Regions from separate parts of the Anser cygnoides genome. Here region 2 is linked to region 1. A link is a contact called in public Hi-C data. All regions are on one chromosome and are shown on one strand. The core of a region is the stretch at or near the end of the contact, and the rest is flanking DNA. Distances in the headings are between cores, read along the strand shown. Region 1 has its middle 40 kb from the start of TMPRSS2. Region 2 holds the start of RIPK4 (receptor interacting serine/threonine kinase 4).

Region 1 (3,557 bases), core at 294-2,793:
AGAGGCATCTCCTCACACGGAGAAAAGCATTCAAGAGTACGGTGAATTTACCATGACTGGCCCTGAGGGCATACGTGGGCCCCAGGCCTGCCCAAAGAGGTGGCCCTGCCTCCAGGAAGCTGCGGCGGGAGGCCATGGGCTGAGCAAGCATGTGAAGGCCGGGTGGGCTTGTGCACCAGATAGCAGTAGGGAGAGTGGGCTGAGGGCATGGCCAGGGGAAGACGGGGAGATAATGAAGGTGCTCGGCCTCTGATAGACAGCTGTGGTGATTTTGGCAACATGATGCAGCAATGGAGGGATCTGCGGGGGGACAGCATGCGGCAGCCCAGGAGGTTTTGTCTCCTCCTGGAGAGGATGGGCAACATCCAGGTGCCGTGCCAAGCCTGGCCTTGACTCAGCACGGCGCTGGGTACGGGACACGCACCTGGCGGAGATCAGAAAGGACCTTGTGCTCATCACACAGAGAGCATTACAGCAGCTGGAGGGGAAGGCAGGAGGGCCAGATCCTGAGGTGATTACTCTGACCTTACTCAGTGGGAATTTTGCCTGAACAACAACTGACTAATGGCTCTGTGTGTTGGCACACGCATGACACACCGCTGCGTTTTACATGGGAGTTGTCTAGATTTATAATTAGTTTGCATTTGTCCTGGTTGCATTTTGACAAAACAGCAACAGACAAGCCTATTTTGTCCTACACCCCCCTGTATTTAATTGCATCTGTGATGCATGTAGGAAATGCCTGGGGGGCCTTGCTCCACACTACAGCGTGGCTACAAGCACACAATGAAGGATCGCGGAGCTACCAAACCCCGTGCTCACAGCTGGCCGTGGGCTTTGGCCGTGCTGCAGGGATGGTGGAAGGGAAAGTTCAACTCTTTTTTGGGTGACGGTATGGTGCAGGAGCATTTCCACCATCCTTGTGGACAAACCGGACACAGGCCCATCTGTGCCACAGTGCAAAGATATGACCCTGTGCTGCCTTTTCTGAAGGCTGTGGGGACAGCTGGGGTCTGTGGGGAAAGAAAAGCACCCAAATGCTGCCTGCTTACCCCAACAGCAGCTCTGTGCATAGGCAGACACCACCCACCACACACAGCATAGGCCATGAAGCACCTCTCCACTCAGCTCTCACGCCCCAAGCTGCAGATTGGCAGACACCTTGTCTTGTTTGTGGTTTAATGCCTCCTGTCCGCCACCACCATACTCGGGAAGAAATCCCTAAGAAGCAGTGTGTCTCCCATCTGGGCCTGCTCCAGGACTCCCAAGTCCCCTCCCCGCCAAGCATCTGTGAGGCCTGAGGCACACCTGGCTGTGATGGCTGCCCTCCCGAGCCTGCTTTCCTGGCCACATCTCTCCAGCCCCTCTGAGCACACGCTGGAGTTGCTGTGCAATGCTCCTCACGTGTTGTAAGGTGTTTCAGCATCTCTGAACCACCAGTAATAAAGGTGAAAAATAAAACTCTCAGCCCCGCAGATGTCTGCCACCAAACGTTACTGCAGAACTCATTCTGTTTGAGGCTGAAAGAATAAAAGTACGTGACAAGTTTTACAAGATGCCTATTATTACTTTGGATAGAGAGAAGAAAGGATTCCTCTAGCAGCACCTGCAATTTAATTACCTAAATCCAAAGGAGGACATCTGTGTGTCATTATCCAGCAACACGCTCTCCGTCAGGGATTTAATAGTAAGATACAGAAAAGAAAAATGCCACGTGTGCCAAACTAAATATTGGCTTTCTGAAACATAACCTTTTGTGATAACAACAGATCGAACCAGAGATTGGAGTGCAGTGTGTACTGCAGACAACCAAACAAGAAGTCAGATCATGATGCAGGACGGGAGGGTTCGCCTCCCTCTCACAGCCTCGCCAAAGCTGACAGGAACACGAGGAACGGCTGAGCCCAACGCGATGTTCGACCTGAAACCTTCATCAGCTCTGACAAGTGCAAGCAGAGTACAGCATTTGGCACCCTCAAAATCTATTTTGATCTTCAGATAAGATCAGTTTACTAAAACAAACTTAGAAATTGCAAAGCTCTAGTTGCTGGCTTAACAAATGAGACCGGTTCCAGAAAAGCTTTTAAGGGCATAGGTCAAGCACGCAACACCAAATTTAATAGCAGCAATTTAGGATGCTGCTACCTGCTGAACTGTTTGTAACCCTTGTGCTGCATGGCCAGCCAAAAGCAAGGCTGTTATGCAGACAACATACCATTACCTTGACCTGGCCAGCACTGACCTGCTGGGATAGCTCAGAGCCTAGGGTTAGGGGCAGACATTTGGGACCAAGAGAGCCAAAGTGCACGGACATGACCTCTCTGCCACCAAGGGCAGAATGCTGCTGCAGAAAGGCAGTTTGCCCTTAAACCAACACAAGCATTTCTGTTCCAAATGTGGTTTTTGACCTCATTTTGCTGTTTAACTGGCAACAGTAGCAGCGTGTTCAAATAAAGAAAGAAACAGAGATTGAATTGATTACACTCCAGGCTGGAGTGTAACACACGAGGGATTCCTTTCCAAGACAGGGAGGAATTCAGGCTTCCAAAATGACCAACCCAACAGTTTCAACTTAAGAGTCTTGCTCAGTTTGAGCAGAGGCCAAATTTCCTATCTAGCTTGCATGTGGGGTGACTGACACCACTCTGGTCTCATCAGGAGTAAGCTTTGGCATCACCATTGGTCTTACTGAACTTGCTCTGTAATCTGGCATTTTACTGAATAAGTGTGTAGACCAGTTCCTTGACTGGTAAGGAAGTTCACACTGCTTCTATTTCTGAAGCTACCACACATGGTAACTCAGTCACATTACAACAGGATATATAAATCCTTGCATACATAAACTCTTAGGGGAAAAAAATGCCATTACTCACTTGGATTTTGTCATTGTTTGACTGCTTCAGAGACTAGATACAGGTGGCAACAAGTGTACGTGCACAGTTCCACAAAAAAGGTCTTAGCCATTTTGGTGAGTAATATAAAAGACACAGAAGCTTGCATTTTCTGACCAAAATAATTTTGGATGAAAAATTACTCCAGCCTCAGAATCTACTTATATTATTATTATTAATATTAATTTATTGGCTTGTTTGTTTTGTCCAGTTTCAGGTTTTTCTGGACAGCTTAACAGATCATTTCTAAGATGTGGACCCATCATACAGTACAGAAATTCAGTAGTATGGTTCCCTCATTGTTTTCTGCTGAGCTGAACTCCTTAGAATAGTTATATTTTTGTGATTATTATTATTTTTTACTTACATAAGCCATATAGTATTTCATCACTGGAGATGTTTTTCAACATAGAAGCTTGGTTCTAGAAGAAAAAAGGACACAAATTGCCCTAAATTCAGTTCCTAGTGGACACCTGAAAATCCGGTGGCATCAAATGAAAGGCTCTAATCTGAAGCATTTATGGACCTTTTTCTTTCTTTCTTTCTTTCCTTTCTTTCTTGCTTGCTTGCTTTCTATAGTTTTGTATTCACCATAAAAGTAATTAAACCTCCAGAGAGGAATTCCATCTTATTTATCTATAAATACCTAATTATATGCTCGTATCT
Region 2 (3,031 bases), core at 271-2,770, 43 kb before region 1:
AGCACTTGAGTAATCTAAATTCTCTTAGACCAGCTCTTTTCATGTTCTGTCATGAGCTCTCCTTTGCTGCTGGTGTGTGCTGAATTAGCTCTCCAATCACAGTACAGGTAGAAGGTACACAACCCATTTCTTGCTTAAACTCAGCTGCAACCTGAGTTTTGCATAGTTCATTTTGTTTTACAGTTTTTGCCATCTGTCTAATGAAAGAGGTGTTTGAATGGTAATGTATCATTAGTGGAATAAAACACTTGGTGTACTGTTGGGCAGTCAGTCATGCACACCTCCAGAAGACACAGTGTCCAAGGCCCTGGTTCTGCAAATTTCTTCAATTTAAGCAGAGCTTCTTGAGAGCACAGAAGTCCCTCCACATGGATCCTGCTGAACCCAAATCAAAACAAGGAACAAGTCAGGATGATAGCCAAGAGGAGGAGGTCAGACAGAGGTGTACTGTTGGGTCACACAGGTGGCCTAAGGGTTTGTCTCTACTCACAGTTATTTCTTATTCCTAATGTATTTATGTATATATGTTCTCATTCAGAGTAAGCAATTGTTTCATTTAATCCAGAGTAAATTAAGCAGGAAGTAGTCCATGTGGAATAAAGCCCTGAGAACAGACTTGATGTCCCGTGCCTTGGGAGTAATTAAATGTTTCTATAGATTCTTTTAAAATGGAGCTTTGCAAAGACAACAAAGTGACTTACTTATATTACCCTGGCTTTAAAACACATTGTCCTCTGTCTGTTGCCTAACTCGCCAGAGTAAATTGTACACTAACTGCCTAGAACAACAAACTCGAGTCTGATATTCATTATAACAAACAAACACGAGCTTTATTAACCTTTAGCCATGTGATAGGCGTGAAGGTCACGATGCAGATAGGAGTAGCCTCCTCAGGATTATGTTATGTACCAAAGGTTGCAGGCTCCCTCCTTTTCAGCTGCAGTGTCTCAGCAACTGATTACGCCTCATCCATCGGTCCTGCGGTACCTGCAATTAGACCCAAAAAACGATTCAGGGATTGATGTTTGCAGCTGGGCTAATCAAAATCCCTCGTGCCAAGGCAACTGCAAGGCATAGACGCACGAGTGTGTGGCAGCACAGTTTCCCAGAGCCTAAGAAATGCTTCTAACGTGCCCGGGCGGCCTCCATCCTCTGCAGGATGGGTCTGGGAGATACAGGGTTGATGAAGGGTAGATGAAGGGTTTCCCTTGTGCCAGAGGGACGCAGGCCCTGTTAGAAGAAAAGCAGAGCGAGCAGTCACCCCCTTTTATTTAATAACTTAATTGCCACAGCTCGCCCACTGCGCTGCTGCCCGAGGAGCCGAGGACACCCTTCGGGGCTGCCCTCACAGCGGAGCCCCGCTCCCGGGGGCAGGAGCCGGGCAGGCAGCAGGGGGCGGCCGCCCCCCGGGGCCCGAGCTTCTCCTCCCCGTCGCGCACGGAGGCGGCGGGGCCAGCGCCATGGCGGCGGGGCCGGGCCCGGCCCAGGAAATGACGGCGCCGCCTCCCCCCCTCGGCCGCACCTGACTCACCTGGGCCGGCGCGGGGAGGGCGGCGGTGCCGAGCCGAGCCGAGCCGAGCCGGGCAGGGCAGGGCAGGGTCGGTCTCAGCCATGTCGCGGGACAGCGGCTCCCCCTGGGCCGTGGGGCTGCTGAGAGCCTTCGAGGAGAGCGAGTTCGGCAGCTGGGAGAAGATCGGCTCGGGGGGCTTCGGGCAGGTGTACAAGGTGCGCCACCTCCACTGGAAGACCTGGCTCGCCATCAAGTGCTCGCCCAGCCTCCATGTGGACGAGAAGTAAGACGGGGACCGGGCACGGTGCGGGGGGAAGGCAGGGTGGAAAGGCTCGGCTGTGCCCGCTTTGGGAGGAGACCCCCCAAAACGTCGGGGATTTCGCTTTTCTTATTTTATTTTATTATTATTTTTTGGTTCACCTACACAGTGCATGCAAATGCGTAACGGCGGTTCAGACGCTTCCGAGGCCAAACTGGGTTATAATGCTGTCCGCCCTGCCGGCGTAACCTTATTTTTGGGGTGGCAAAGCAGGCAGTGTAGCCCAGAGTCACGGACCTTTGGCACTTGCTGGAAAGCGAGCAAACCAGGCGAGCCCAGCCCCGCGCACGCAGCCCGTGGCAGCCACGCGTGTGACCAGACGTGGCGAAGACAGCCTCGAAATTAACCATTCCCCGGGCGAACGTGGCCCTTGTCGCACTCAGGTGAAGCCCAGGCCACCACGAGATGTGGTGGGGCCAGGAAGAGCGACTCTTGGCCGCTCGAAGTGGCTCGGGAAGAGCTGCAGCATGGGCCCGCCTGTTCGCTTGGGGCCGCTCGCAAGGCATTTTGCCCTGCCCTGGTCCCGTGCTTCAGTCCTTGCAAAAGGAGTGAAAACACAGAATGAGGTCTGGAGGCTCTCCGTGCCTCACGTCTCCTTCCAGGGCAAGGCACCGTTTGGTGGGAACACGCTGGAGCTCGGCCGCCCCCAATGGAGGGCATGGCACGATCCCAAAAGAAGGAGGACGGAGGGTTTTGGGGTGCGCTTTGGAAGCATCCCGCTGTTTTGAGGGACAGCGGTAACTTCCCGACAGGTCAGCATCTGTGCAGGAGGTGGGGAGCGTGGCCAAGTCGCGCTGATGGAGCTTTTCCAGCTCCACCTCGATTGCTGGGATCTCCGCCAGCTCACGAGCTGATTCTGCAGTTCGCTCTTCGGGGTGTGAGGTGGTTGAGTCGCAGAAGGTTTCCCTTGTTGCGGTTCCTGCAGCAGCAGGAGATAAGCTGGCCCGGGACTGACGGTGTTTGTGAGCCCGTCTTCTGCAAGATTGCTGGGGTAGGGGGGCATCTTGCCAGCCTGAATTTGCTGTAGGCATGGCTTACGTAGCGGAGTAGGGGAGATAAGGTGCTCCTTGTTAAAAGGGAAGAGGGAGAATTGAATGTTTGCATAGGGTAACTGTACTGTCTGTGAATAAAATGGAAAAGACCTCAGAGTGGCAGAGGATGCGTTATCTGGTTAACCCACAGGCCCACCTACCACTGAAGCT

The links. A called contact is a pair of places that touch in the nucleus more often than the background predicts.
Region 2: a Hi-C map of liver shows a contact between it and region 1, with 2.9 times the contacts expected there. The contact joins the promoter of RIPK4 here to the enhancer-like site in region 1. A contact is called at or near these places in 4 of 7 Hi-C or Micro-C datasets (granulosa cells and liver).

What each region holds. Positions count from the first base shown.
Region 1 is chr1:117,185,592-117,189,148 of Taihu_goose_T2T_genome, reverse strand. No RefSeq gene overlaps it. Among named protein-coding and RNA genes, the nearest start is that of TMPRSS2, 40 kb to the right of the region's middle. Within about 2 kb of position 1,543, at least 2 of the 3 cell types and tissues checked have open chromatin away from gene starts, as enhancers often do. A contact at or near this core is called in liver, where this site is marked.
Region 2 is chr1:117,228,866-117,231,896 of Taihu_goose_T2T_genome, reverse strand. RIPK4 (receptor interacting serine/threonine kinase 4) reads left to right here and starts at 1,520. Exons shown (of 8, transcript XM_013181231.3): 1 at 1,520-1,793. The coding sequence starts at 1,612. LOC125183659 (a long non-coding RNA gene) reads right to left here and starts at 1,513. Exons shown (of 3, transcript XR_007166003.2): 1 at 1,084-1,513; 2 at 839-987; 3 at 1-375.